Linked DNA regions of Ovis aries: regions 2 and 3 are each linked to region 1. A link is a contact called in public Hi-C data. All regions are on one chromosome and are shown on one strand. The core of a region is the stretch at or near the end of the contact, and the rest is flanking DNA. Distances in the headings are between cores, read along the strand shown.

Region 1 (4,728 bases), core at 944-3,443:
GTCTGGCTCAGATCATGTGGCCAACTAAGCCAATCCCTAAATCTGATCAACCTGCCTAGGTCATGGGATATGGTCTGCCTCACTCAGACCACCCTGTTTTGAGTAGTAAAGAGGTGATTCTCCACTATACTCTGGAAGAAATATCTTTGGCAATTTAGTTACATCTCTGAAGAAAAATTGAAAGTTTGTAAATTATCCCTAATCCCACCAACCCTAATTGTTAAAGAATCAAGCAAAGAAGAAAAAAAATGAGGCTATTAATAGTAATGCAAAGGAGAAACTGGGGCTTCCCAGCTGGCTCAGTAGTAAAGAATCTGCCTGCCAAATGCCAGAGCTGCGGGAGACATGGATTCAATCTCCGAGTCAGGGAGATCCCCTGGAGGAAGTAATAGCAACCTACTCCAGTATTCTTGCCTGGGAAATCCCATGGACAGAGGAACCCATGGGGTTGCAAAGAGTTGGATGCAACTGAGCATTCGCACTGATGAAAGGAAAAATTATGAGGGTCAAAATAGTAAAAAGACAGAATTCAACAGTAAAATTTAAATTTTTAATTGGCTTTATTGACTCTTAATCAATCAGCATCTCATCTAGCCAGTAAAGGGGAGTTCCAAAGGGCTGCAGAAATGAAAAGCCCTAAAAGCCAAGTAAAAAGGTTATTTCAGGCTTAGGCAACCTACCCACAGGAGACAAAAGGTTTTTCTGTGACAGATTATTTTATTGGTGCTGAACAGAATATGACTGATCAGAAGACAAGGCTTGAACTGACTTTAAAAGATGAGTTGGTTACCACATAAGCCATCTTGTTGCACAGTTTGCATAGGGAGGTACACGCAGTCCGGTAATAAGGAAGGCTATATTTCAATCGAGAAGGCTAAGTGCCAAAGAATTGATGCTTTCAAATTTTGGTGCTGTAGAAGACTTGAAAGTCCCTTGGACAGCAACAAAATCAAACTAGTCAATCCTAAAGGAAATAAACCCTGAATATTCATTGGAAGGACTGATGCTGAAGCTGAAGCTCCGATAGTTTGGCCACTTGATGCAAAGAGCCGAGTCGCTGGAAAAGACCCTGATGCTGGGAAATATTGGGGGCAGGAGGAGAAGGGGGCGACAGAGGATGAGATGGTTGGACGGCATCATTGACAATGGACATGAGTTTGAGCAAATCCGGGGAGATAGTGAAGGACAAGGAAGCCTGCCTGACATGCTGCAGTCCATGGGGTTGCAAAGGATTGGACATGACTTAGTGATCAGACAGCAACAAGTAAGGAGAACACAGTATCTCCCCAAGAGCAAAAGTGGAGAAATTTTAAGCTAAGGTTATATACACATTCATGAAGGGTCTTGGCTCAGGAGAATTCAGTCTGGAACGGGGGCAAAAGTTGTCAGAGTCAAAGTTTTAGTTGATTCAAGTCAGGAGGGTCAGGAAAGGTCATTATCATTTCTTAGCTTCCAGTTGATTGGTTGGTTGAGCTTTCCAGGGGATGGGAGTGGTGTTTGAATTTTGCAAAACAACTCAAGAGTTTGCCAGGCTATGCAAGATCTGTGGCTCAAGTGGCTCTTCTGCTGAGCCATTTCCTGCAGGCACCTTCAATACAGAGACATCCAAAACTGAGTTAGTCGACCCTCTTCACCCCAAACCTAGTCCTCCTCTACCCATTTCATTGTCCAAGCCAGAAACCTGAGAGTCATCCCTGTCGCCTTCATCCCCTCTCCTGCCAATACCGTCTTCCAGTCCATTCATTCACCTCCCAGGTGTCCGAGTCCACTCTTCCGATTCCTGCTGCTGTTCAGGCCTTTAGTCTCTGGACCACTGCGACTGTCCCCGCTCTTCGCAGGGACCAGTGATCTTCCTAAAGCTCAAATCTGAAAACGACTCCCCTGCTTAAAATCCTCCCCCTGGTCCCTCATGGAGTGAGAAGTCGAAGCTCCTCCGTTTAGCAGCAGGTTTTCTGGTGGAGAGTAGGAATGGGGGCGTTCCACCTAGGGCACCAGGGTTCTTGGGACAAGGGAAAGTCCAAGCACCGGCTTCTAGGCCGAGGGGGAAGGACCCACTGGGGGCGAGGGTTGGGAGGCCAGGTGAGACTGGGCGTCCTGGGCGTGCGGGGCGGCTCGCGGCCTCCGGACAGCAGGGGGCGGCCTCGCCTGTGCAGCGGCGGCTCTGGTCCCGGACTCCGCGTCTTTCGGGCGACGCGGCGACCTCGGACGGCGGGCCGCGTCGGCCGGGCATGGCGGCGTGGAGCCCGGCCGCGGCAGTGCCTCTGCTTCGCGGAACCCGCCGGGTGAGCGCGGACGGGGACCGAGCCACTCTCCCCGGGGCAGGAATTGCGCTGGGACCGCGGGGCGGGCCGGGTTTGGAGAGACGGCCTGCGGAGGGCGACGCGCCGGGCCAGGGGCTTCGCCTTCCTTTCTCTCATTCATTGATTTGCTGGTTCATTCATTCAGTGGCCCCGGCTACGGGTACTGAGAGAAGTGTCAGGGCCGGCGCGTGCTGGGGGAGCTCCCCAACGGGGTGGGGGTTGAGGCCGAGGGGAACGGATGCATAAACAGTCGTAATACAGCAGGCACGGAAAAAGCAATGTTGCTTTACCGAGCCGAAGACATGGAGTCAGAGCCTGGAGTCGAGGCGTGCGTGCTGGTTCCTGTGACTGAGTCAGGGCTCCGGAACGTCCTCCTGGCTTCTGTGACCTTGACCCTTTCCAAATCTCACACTCCTGTAGTAGGGAGCCAGTAGAGGGCAGTCACCATACGCTCTCCTAATTTTCTCTCCCCTTTGCCGATTCATTCTCCCTTTACTCCATCCGTTTCTTTTGCTTTCCTTTCACATTCTTCCTTCCTTGGACCTGCCTCCCTGGAGCATGAAGGGCACTTCTGCTGGAGACTTTCATTGTGGACAATCGACATTCCAGGGGTTTTGTCAGTTGATTGCTGGTTTAAAGGCCGCTGCCTGCAGATCAGCAGAGATGAGGGAAAGACTTCTCCCAAGGAGTCATAGTGCTAACCCCACTGTCACCCTTTAGTGACTGCTGCGCTGCCTGCCACCTGGCTACCCTCTGCCTTTGCCCCCACCCCCACCCCCAGGGCACTGTTTTCAGAGGAGGTCTCCCGTCCACCCAGTCTTACCCAGGTCCACAACATAGGATTCTGTCCCTCTGAACAGCACTCAGTCTCCCTCCAGATCTTTCTCCTGACCTGCGTTTCAGCTGCCTGCTAGAATCAGGACTTCTTTGCGGGTACCTAGTACATATGCCCGGAGAAGGCAATGGCACCCCACTCCAGTACTCTTGCTTGGAAAATCCCATGGACAAAGGAGCCTGGTAGGCTGCAGTCCATGGGGTCGCCAAGAGTCGGGTACGACTGAGCAACTTTACTTTCACTTTTCACTTTAATGCCTTGGAGAAGGCAATGGCAACCCACTGCAGTGTTCTTGCCTGGAGAATCCCAGGGACGGGGGAGCCTGGTGGGCTGCCATCTATGGGGTCGCACAGAGTCGGACACAACTGAAGCGATGCAGCAGCAGCAGCAGCAGTACATATGCCGGTTTTCTCTGGTGGCTCAGCCGGTAAACAATGCACCTGCAATGCAGGAAACCTGGCTTTGATCCTTGGGTTGGGAAGATCCCTTGGAGGAGAGCATGGCAACCCACTCCAGTATTCTTGCCTGGAGAATCCTCAAGGCCAGAGGAGCCTGGCTGGGCTACAGTCCATGGGGTCGCAAAGAGTCAGACACGACTGAGCAACTGACCACACAGTACATATGCCCTGAATTGTGTGGATTTTCCCCCCTGCTCATTCATTCATTCATCCATCACTCAAGTTCTCCTGGGGGCCTGCCCTGGGTCAGTTCTGGAAGACTGCAGTAGCAGGACAGACCCATGTCTTGGCCTCTAAGACCAATTGTTGAAAGAATCAGTGCACAAGGTATTTTAAAGACTGTGCTCTGAGGTTCTATAACACAGGACCCTGCTCTAGGCCATCAGAAAAGGCCTGAGGATGGGCAAGACTGAGGGGGTGAACGGATGGTACCTTCAGCACTAGCATGTGAGCAGCACTCCGCCCACCATCTTCCTCCAGCCAGGGAACCTGGTACTACTCCCTTTTTAAGGATACTCTTATCTGGGAATCTTTCCTGACTTGCTTCAAAAGGCATTGTTACACTGGCATCAGGAAGCCTGTGTAAAAAGTCCAAAGTCTTTATCCAGGCACTGAAGCCCTGCCATACTCTATTTTCTTTTTTTCAATATTTATTTTTACTGATTTGTTTGGCTGCCCTGGGTCTTAGCTGAAGCATGCAGAATTTTTGATCTTTGTTGCATCATACAAGAGTCTTAGTTGCAGCATGCAAACTCTTAGTTGCTGCATGTGGGATCTAGTTCCCCCACCAGGGATCGAACCCAGGCCCCCTCCATTGGGAGTGCAGAGTCTTAGCCACTGGATCTCCAGGCAAGTCCCTGCCATGCTATTTTCAGTCTCTCTTTTCAGCATGTGCTTGACCTAGCCAAGGGGCTGCTGACATGATTTTCTGCATCTGCATCCCTAAGGGCTGACACATTCCCATCAGAAGCACTGGCTCCTTAGGGTAGCTATTGGGGGAGGGAAGAATGTTGCTTCCAATGGTAAATAGTCTAAAAATGTTCCTCTTTCAGGTCCTTTCATAGAATTCTGTTTCTTCTTTCCAGTAAGGATTGCAGAGAATAGCTGCCTTATTGAGCAGTAGGTCACAGGGTTA
Region 2 (4,728 bases), core at 912-3,411, 310 kb after region 1:
AAACAGATGCCATTCGGATAATCTCCACTCCGGAGCGGAAGTACCGGCGGGGTGGAATGTCTTCATTTATCTCCACGGCGCTGCCCCTGTGGGACAGAGCCCTAACCCGGTCTTCGGGTGGGAGGCTCACGTCTCCATGGTCAGACATGAGGACCAAGACGTCCTGAAACAAGTAAAAGATGGCATCAATACCAAGGCCCCCGTCACCTCGGCACAGGTGTTTATCTCAACAAACCTCCACCTTACAAAGAAATTAAGAGAAAAACACCACATGCTGTTGCCCATATTAACTAAGGTCTCTTCGCCACAAGAAGCCTGAGACCCTCCAGGAAGCCCATTTCACAAGGATGAAAGGGCTGACAGACTCAGAAACCTGTAATGCCTGTGGCATGATTAGGTGGTACAAAGAGTGTAACTATAATGAGCCACAAGAGCTTCAGTCCTCTTTTCATGCTAATCATTCCCTGTCATTAGGTGGCCCTGACCTCAGCACCATAAAAAAAGGAACAGTATCTTGTATTTTTTCCATTATCTCTCCTCCCAGCTACCCACTTCCACCCACCCCAGTACCTGACAGAGAATACTCAATGACATTTCCTGATGATTGTTAACTGACTTTAAGTTGATCATTTAACCTGAGAGTAACGGACTTTGTCTACAACTTTTCGCACTTTAGCACAAGGTTAGTGAGGGGAAATGGTGTGGGGATGAATATTTATAATCCTGACTCTGCTCATAAAATCACTAGTCCAGTCAATGTACAACATCATCATTTCAAGGTAAGGAATTCAGATCTAGAAAACAGTTTATTCAAATCTATCTTTGAAGACTAAGTACTCCTTGAATAACAAAAGGACAAAAAGGTAACTTGAAAGGCAAAACCCAAACCAAAAATAACAAAAACCGCCTGGGAGTCTCCCCTCCCTGGGTCTCAGATTGCAGTCATTCTAGAGTCTTTCCTGATACTGCTGCTGTTAGAATCAGATTCTTTCTTCCAATCAGATATCACTCTACATCACTTCCAGGAAGATTCTGGGTATTTGATGCATACTGAATTACAGCACACCCCCTGTATTACAGCACACTCCAGTATTCTTGCCTGGAGAATCCCATGAACAAACGAGCCTGGTGGGCCATAGTTTACAGGGTCACAAAGTCGGACATGACTGAAGCGACACAGCACAACCAGCATGCTGTAGAACACACAAGCTATAGCAGATTTTGGAATTCAAGGCCCTGTGTCAACTGGCCCCATTCGGTCCTTTTAAACCTTACTCATTGCCAACAGAGACCTTTTGCTTCAGTCAGGATTCTTATCTGCCCAGAAATCCTCATATGTGTTTCATTTGTCTACCCACTGTTGTTTTCCATTCCAAGCACTCCCTCAAAGATGATTTTCTCCAGGTCAATTCTATCTTTAGGTCACACTTCCTCCACCAAGCTTTTTCTCAAACACCCTAAGGGTACAAAAGTTGTGGGGACTACCAGGGATGTAGAGGCAGTCCACCTCCTGTGGGAGTCTTTTCAGGGGCTCAAGAAGCCACTAGCAAATCTAAAAGCTCCCCAAGTTGCCTAATTAGTAAACTCACTGCAGAGCCCATCAAAGCTAACTGAGGCAGGAGAGGCTTGTTGCTCTTTATCACCTCTCCGGAGAGGATCTTTTGGTCGAGAATGGAACCTCTTCCCAAGGCCAGCAAGTGCTGCCCCACACGACAAGGCTGACCAACACTCCAAAGAGGAGACGCAGCGTCCGCAAATAAGGGGGAAAGTGGCGGAAAAAACCGAAACGGGGGAAGATGACCGGGAGGCGAAAGGAAGTACCAGGAATGAGCGATGGGGGCGTTTACAGCGGAGAAGGATCCACTGACAACTACTCGAGGCCTTCTCGAAGGCACTCAAGCCAAGTTGTCAACATCGGGCAAAATTATTCAAGGCTTTCGCGTCTATCGCGAGCGGTAGGAGGGGACCGGAGCCGTCAGGGGCCTCGCGCGCGACAGGCCGGGCAGGGGGCGCAGGGAGGAGAAGGCTGCAGGCCCCACACTCACGGTGGCCGCTCGCCGTCAGACTCCGATCACGCTCAGCGCCCGGGCCCCACCACACAGCTGGGACCCTTCCCCACCTGTCCCCCGCGGACGACTCTCGGCGCTTCCGAAAACGTCACGTCCGGCATCCGCCCCGCCCCGCCCCGCCCCCTCCCTCTGGTCTGTGAGTTAAATTCTCAAAAACTTAGGACCCGAGCGGCGACTGGTGGGCGGAGCTAGAGCTGCCACCTGCAGGAGAAGAAAACACCAATGAGGAGAGAGCGGGGCCATTTTGGTAAAGGAAAATCAACCAGCAAAGAAGAGAAAACGAGCAAAGGACCCAATGACCAAGCTAACTTTTATTTTAGGTTAGTACAGACACAGTGAAAGGCTACACACGTTGTAATACAACATCCCTTGGAAAAGCTTAAGAAGTATGAAATCAGATAAAATCTGTTGCATAAATCATACATGTATTGAAATTAGACTGGTAACCTTCATGCTTACCGCATGCCTTTATGTCCTCCGCGTTTGTGCAGATGAGTTATATGTTTGTGCGTGCGTGCTAAGTCGTTTCAGTCCTGTCCAACTCTGTGCGACCCTATGGACTGGAGCCTGCCAGGCTCCTGTGTCCTTGGGATTCCCCAGGCAAGAATACTGGAATGGGTTGTCATGCCCTCCTCCAGGGGATCTTCCTGACTTAGGGATCAAACCTGCATCTCATGTCTCTTGCATTGGCAGGCAGGTTCTTTACTACTAGCGCCACCTGGGAAGCACGTGTTATATATTTATGTCAGTCCTGAAAACTAGGGTATCCCAGTTTTCTGCAGAAAATTCTATGAGCTTTATCAAGATTGATTGCATGTTGAAACCTACCCCACCAGATTATTAATACCCTGTTTATATTACGAAGTCACTGAAAAACCAGATGAGCTATGTCTTGAATTTTTTATGCTAAATACACATCCTTGGGTCTTCTCTATGTGGAAATTTGCTTTCCCTGAATTTCCACTCACTTATTTTTTTAGAAATTACTCAAATCTTAGCTCATTTCACCTCAATTTTGTTTATTGTCACATTCAGAAAGGTCATGTCGAGTTCTGTTTTAAACCTTTGTGGCCAGAAAGATAGGCCACGTTGGACTCAGTGGCTGTTAGGGTTCATCCTGGTCAGTGACAAGATTTTCAGAGGAAGAGTATTTGGGGAACTGAGCAGTCATTCTAGTGGTTTCCACTAGTAGGATCTAAAAGTACACTTCATTTTGCAAACTTTAGCACACCGCTTAAGCCCCTCGAGTTCTTTTTTGCATACTGGTTAAGCCATTAAAATTTGGGGGCATTAACTTTTTTTTTTTCCTAGCCGTGCAGCACAGACTGTGGGATACTGGTTGAACACATGCTCCCTGCTTGGAAGCATGGAGTCTTAACCACTGGTCCACCAGGGAAGTCCCTAATTTTTTTTTTTTAGCATATATTACAATAAAATTTTATTTGTAAATTTGAAAAGCACTTATTTTGTAACCATTTCCTTTTCAGACTATAGGACTTTCAAAGCTTTGTTAAGAAAAGACTTCAGCATTTCACTAGAAATTTCTAGGTTTTCATAGGTTACCTGACTCTGTTGTGATCATAAAATTTGTGGTTACCATTGCAAAAAACAGGTGTACATTTGTTTTAGATTAGCAATATTAGATCTTGGCTGTTGGAGTTTTAATGTTTAAAGCTGTTTCAATATCCAGTCTGAATTTTGTTAAAAATGACATTTGAATTTATCCCTTGCTTCAAGGTATAGTATTCAGCTTTATAAACTTTTAAAAATATTAGTAGACTAATTCTTATTCATGTATGGCAGAAACCAACAAAATATTGTAAAGCAATTATCCTTCAATTAAAAATAAATTTAAAAATATGTTAATAGACTAAAGCCCAGTATGTTTAATATTTGATTATCTAGAAATATTATATCAATATATATTTGTTCTTTACCACTATATTGTTGTTTAGTTGCTCAGTCATGTCCAATTCTTTGTGGCCCCATGGGCTACAGCATGCCAGGCTGCTGTGTCCTTCACTGTCTCCTGGAGTTTGCTCAAACTTGTGTCAATTGAGTTGTTGATGACCACTATATAATATCGATGAATCTGCTTGCTTTAACCACCACAAAATTGTCAAGAACTCTTCTATTTGTCTACACATACTATTTCATAAATGGGTGTGCTTAACAAGGACTAAACTATTTAAAACTGAAGTAGAAACCTATTTGCTTTGGAGTCTGATTGTATTACCCAGTAATTGAATGATTTTGTTCTGTTGCTGTCTGGAAGAGTACTCACAACTTCCTTAAATTCTAAAAATAGTTGCTATAATAAAAAACATCTTTTGCCTCATTATCTCATTAACTTACAATTTTGAATCTTATGAAAGAACTACTATTTTCATTTTGAGTAGGGTTTTCCTGCCAGATAGACACTCTAACACACTGACATTAATCCAGTATTCAAAGAGGGATTGCTGATCTGAAAACCTGGCTAAACTTACCAGGTTTTCTAAATCAGAGAAAAGAAACTCCTGAAAATTTCCATTTGTTTGTGTTACATTCTAGACAAAATTGTTGGCCTGAAGTATTAGACAATTATTTTTTGCCTAAAAGACTAACTTTTTAATGTCACAACACCAAAAAAAATGTATTGAAAAGGAGTGTTTAATCT
Region 3 (4,728 bases), core at 1,586-4,085, 290 kb before region 1:
GAAGTGGGAGGAGTAAGAAACTGAGCCACTTGCTGAGCAATTTGCTGAGCGAGAAACTGACACCAAGGGTTAACTACAGTGTGCAAGGAGGAAGGAGTGGATAGGGAGAGAGGTTGCAGTGAGGTTTTGAATCACACTAGTGCATTAGCTATTTAGAATAATAACAAGAAATACTTGTTGCTGCTCATTCGTGTCTGACTCTTTGTGACCCCATGGACAGCAGCACACCAGGCTTCCTGTCCTTCACCATCTCCTGGAGTTTGCTGAAACTCATGTCCACTGAGTTGATGATGCCATCCAACCATCTCATCCTCTGCCACCCCCTTCTCCTCCTGCCTTCAATCTTTTCCAGCACCAGGGACTTTTCCAATGACTCAGCTCTTCACATCAGGTGGCCAAAGTATTGGAGCTTCAGCTTCAGCATCAGTCTTTCCAATGAATATTCAGGGTTGATTTTCTTTAAAATTGACTGGTTTGATCTCCACACTGTCCAAGGGACTCTCGAGAGTCCTCTCCAGAAATACTTAGATGATGAAATGGGGAAAAGAGGGGCAGTAGTGGAGAGATTCATCTTTCCTACCATTTACCACCCCCACTTCCACCCCACCAACAGTTTTATGGATTTTTCAGGTTGTTTTTCAATCTGAGATTAACTGAGACAAACATAATATTGCAATAGTTACATTTCAGGCTCTTTACATGAATCCACTCAAACTTGCTACTGCTGCTAACTCACTTCAGTCATGTCCGACTCTGTGTGACTCCATAGATGGCAGTCCACCAGGCTCCGCCGTCCCTGGGATTCTCCAGGCAAGAACACTGCAGTGGGTTGCCATTTCCTTCTCCAGTGCATGAAAGTGAAAAGTGAAAGTAAAGTCACTGAGTCGTGTCCAACTCTCAGGGACCCCATGGACTGCAGCCTATCAGGCTCCTCTGTCCATGGAATTTTCCAGACAAGAGTACTGGAGTGGGGTGCCATTGCCTTCTGTGCACTCAAACTTACGAACAACCAAATAATGCAGGTTCTATCCTTAACATTCTCATTTTATGAAAGATGAAACAGAGGTTGGGAGAGGTTAAGTAAACAACTCAAAGACTGAGACAGTGGGTAAACAGAATTGAACCCATTGTTTATCAGATCCTGACTCTTCCAAGATCCTTGTACAAAGATGTCTGAACACTTGTTCTTTTTTTTTTTTTTTCATTTCTTTGGCATCATTAGAAGTGGGTTCATTGGGTCAAGGAATTCGTACTTTCCAATGTTTTTTTTTTTTTCATAACTGAGATTTTATTGGTTGTTTTGAGGATCAGTACATAGACATTTTAATTTGTACATAATTCTGAACATTTATACCAAAAATCTAAAAAAATCATGTAGTTTTGATTCTTTTCTGAATAGTTTTCCTAGAACTTTACAGCTTAAATTTGGAGGCAAATTTTCCTTAACAGGATATCCAGTACAATATTGGAAATTCCACCAGTCACAATTTAATGTCATACTACATACTCAAATTTTCAATCGCTCACAGCACATTAACAATGTTACTAGGAGAACTGGACCACCACGACTAAAGATGCTACAGGGCACAAAGTTCTGACCAGGAGAGCCAAGATCAAGCAGTGGTTTGTTATAGGATACAATTCTACCAAAAACATGGGAAGAGAAGTAATAGTATCCAACACATTGAATGCACAATTGACTCCAAACTGCCATTTAGTGTGCTTTATATTATAGAGTATAAAAGCTCATTATCAATTTATGGAATGTTACTGACACCCAAGACAACCAAAACCTCCCATATTCAATATCCCACTATTTTCTGGTTGAGCCAAAAAATAACCAGCAAATGATTTCACCTCTTTTAAAAAAAAAAAAAAGCACTTACACTTAAAAAGTGGAATGAGAGAGGATTCTTTTAAAAAAATGTTTTTAGAGCTGTCAAAAAACTTGCGTTTACAAAATAGTTGATAAAAATAATCGTCTGGATTGTACAAGAAGGGAGGCAGATAGGGTGTGATATTAATCAGACTTGGCTTCTGCTTCATCAAAGGCTGGGCTCTCCTTTTAGTCTCTCGGTTAGCCACTTCGGCCGTTGTTCCCTTTTTTCCCCTTTTATTTGACTTGTCTGAAGATTTATCCTTTCCTGCCGCCTTCTTCGGCTTCGTTTCTACTTTTGCAGGAGCCGATTTAGCTGACAATCTCGCAGATCTCCTCTTGGGCTCTTTCTTCGGCGCCCCTCGTCGGAGCGGACTCGTCTGGGGAGCCGTGACTGCCGGGCGGGAGCGCGCCAGGTGCCTGCGAGCCGTGGCGAAGCTGAAGTGCCCGGCAGCTGCGGCCCCCACAGCCCCCCGACTCCAGCCCAAGTGTTTTTTTAATTAAAAACTACCAAAGTCCATTATGTACATTTTCATTATTTTATATTTACCACTATTGTTTTAATTAATAGCCTAGCACGCAAAAGCGCAGCGAGTGTGGGAGCTTTGACCACACAAGAGTCGTCCAGGCCTTCTCTACGCCGTCTACCCTCTGCCGGCAGAGGGCGCCGGCCACCGCGCGCCTCTCCCCCGCGGTCCTAATCGGCTTCCCGTACAGTACGCACGCGCAAATTTCGCTCCAGGTGTCCAGCTTTGTGCCTGATCGAAGTCCACCCGGCTGCGCTCAGCGCGCAGGGTTTAACCCGGGCTGGTCCTCGGGGAAGACTAGCGTGTCCCCCCCGACCCAGAACGCCTCTGGGCCTCAGAGACTAGAGGTCCTGGAGTGGGCCTACAGGGGTCTGGCGGCACGGCGGGCAGCCCGTGCGGGCGGGGTGGGACCCCGCTAAGGCTTGGGCGTCGGTCGCCAGTGGGGCCCGGAGCCGGGCGCGGAGCCCCTGACAGTACAGGTACGGAGGCGGCGACCATGGCAACTGCCTCCTCCCCCGCCGTGTTCGCAAGGCTCTTGGCTGTGTTCTGGGGGCTCGGCGCTCGCCAGGGGCGCGGCGGGGAGCCCGGTGTGCCGGGCAGGGGTCGGCAGGGGTGGGCCGCGGTGGGGGTGGGCACCCGCCTGGGTCTGGCCTGATCTGACCCGCCTGAGCTCTTCAGCTTGGCGGGGCCAGAGTGATTGCGTCTCCCAATTCTTCCGGAACTGCAGGGGTTCCCCTCCTTTCCTGGGAACGTGCAAGGCACTCCTGAACCTATTCCAAGCGACAGGTTTCCAGTGGGGCACATGGTTGAAAAGTTGTGTCAAACAGAAAAAAGAAAAAAGAGGACTAAAGCTGGAGGCCGATATGCGTTTGGTGTGTCTGTCTCCCATTCCTGGGGTCCGCCTTAACTGGCAGGGTGACTCTTGAGCAGTCATGTTGCGCATCCCCCACTCTAAATCACACAGATGAGGAGCTCCGCTGTTTTTCAAGAGGTGGTGATTTAGAAATGTACCGTCTTTTGTTCCAGTTTGGAGACCAGCAAGCTCATCCTGACCCCTTGCCAGTCCAGTATGCTTAAGGCACTGAGGGTCAGGGAACAATGAGGTGAAGGTTGACGTCCTTTACCTAGGCTACGGCCGAAGCCCAAGGCACGGGGATGTTAACGATAGTAGTAAATGACAACTTTTTTCCCAAAAGGCTTTTTGTGCTCAAATATGTTTAGAAACTTCATGGTTCAAGTTTCTCTTCCCAGGTGGCGCTAGTGGTAAAGAACTCCCGTGCCAACGCTGGAGACAGGTTCTATCCTTGGGTGGGGAAGATCCTGTGGAGGAGGGCATGGCAACCCACTCCAGTATTCTTGCCTGGAGAATCGCATGGACAGAGGAGCCTGGCAGTCTGTAGTCTGTGGGGTCACAAAAGAGTCTGACTTAACTGAAGGAACTTAGCACGGAGCACGTGCATGTTTAGAAACTTCAGCTTTCAATGTGCTAATAGTATTTTTACCAAGAATTTCCCACTGGAAGTATAGTATGCAGTTTCCCAAATTCGGGTGGAAAATACTATTTTTCTTGGGTATTGCCTCTTTAGCATATAAGACAGTTTGGAAAATGGAGTTCCAGAATTGGAAACTCAAGATTTGGAAGGGGTAGTTTAGGTCAGTGCTTTTCGAATTTGAATGGTGCATACACCTAGGGGTCTTGTTTAAAGTACATGCTTTGGTTGGTTCTACATTTTAAACAAGTTCTTAGGTGATGCTGATGGTCCGTGGACCACATACACTTTGAGCACAAGGGTGTAAGTCTCTGGGTTGAAAGAGACCATGTTCTATTCCTTGCCTTCCAGAACAAGCTGCGCTGCCTTGAATAATCTCTTCCCCTGTCCAAGCCTATAAAATAGGAGACTGGACTAGAAGAGCGCTACTGTTTCTTTCAAATCTTGTGATAGTTGAATTCCTTCTAAAATATTCTTGCCCAATGGCCAGTTTGGGCTTGAACATTTCTAGTAATGGGGAATTTACTGAATGTAAGGCATCCCATTTCATCACTAGATAGCTTAATAGGGAAGTTTTTCATGTTGCTAAAATACATCTCTATAACTTCCATCTTGTTGATCCCTAGCTTATCTTTTAGAATCAGAGAAGTGAAAAATATAATTCCTCTTTAAAAGATGAGTCTTGGGAATTCCCTGGCAGTCCAGTGGTTAGGACAGTTCTTTCACTGCCAAGTGTCAGATTCAATTCCTGCTCAGGGAACTAAGATCCCACAAGCTGTGTGGCACAGCCAAAAGAAAAAAAAGATTCTTAAAGTGTGAGATGACCGTGTTTCTA

The links. A called contact is a pair of places that touch in the nucleus more often than the background predicts.
Region 2: a contact with region 1 is called in a Hi-C map of tail adipose tissue, with 4 times the contacts expected there. The contact joins the promoter of STAMBP here to the promoter of BOLA3 in region 1. A contact is called at or near these places in 4 of 16 Hi-C or Micro-C datasets (blood, liver, muscle and 1 more).
Region 3: a contact with region 1 is called in a Hi-C map of tail adipose tissue, with 2.6 times the contacts expected there. The contact joins the promoter of DCTN1 here to the promoter of BOLA3 in region 1. A contact is called at or near these places in 2 of 16 Hi-C or Micro-C datasets (blood and tail adipose tissue).

The regions. Positions count from the first base shown.
Region 1 is chr3:95,968,716-95,973,443 of ARS-UI_Ramb_v3.0, reverse strand. It overlaps BOLA3 (bolA family member 3), which reads left to right and starts at 2,193. Exons shown (of 4, transcript XM_027967016.3): 1 at 2,193-2,282. The coding sequence starts at 2,229.
Region 2 is chr3:95,657,459-95,662,186 of ARS-UI_Ramb_v3.0, reverse strand. STAMBP (STAM binding protein) reads right to left here and starts at 2,161. Exons shown (of 10, transcript XM_027967012.3): 1 at 2,120-2,161; 2 at 1-163. The coding sequence starts at 148.
Region 3 is chr3:96,254,586-96,259,313 of ARS-UI_Ramb_v3.0, reverse strand. It overlaps DCTN1 (dynactin subunit 1), which reads left to right and starts at 2,835. Exons shown (of 29, transcript XM_060412355.1): 1 at 2,835-2,882.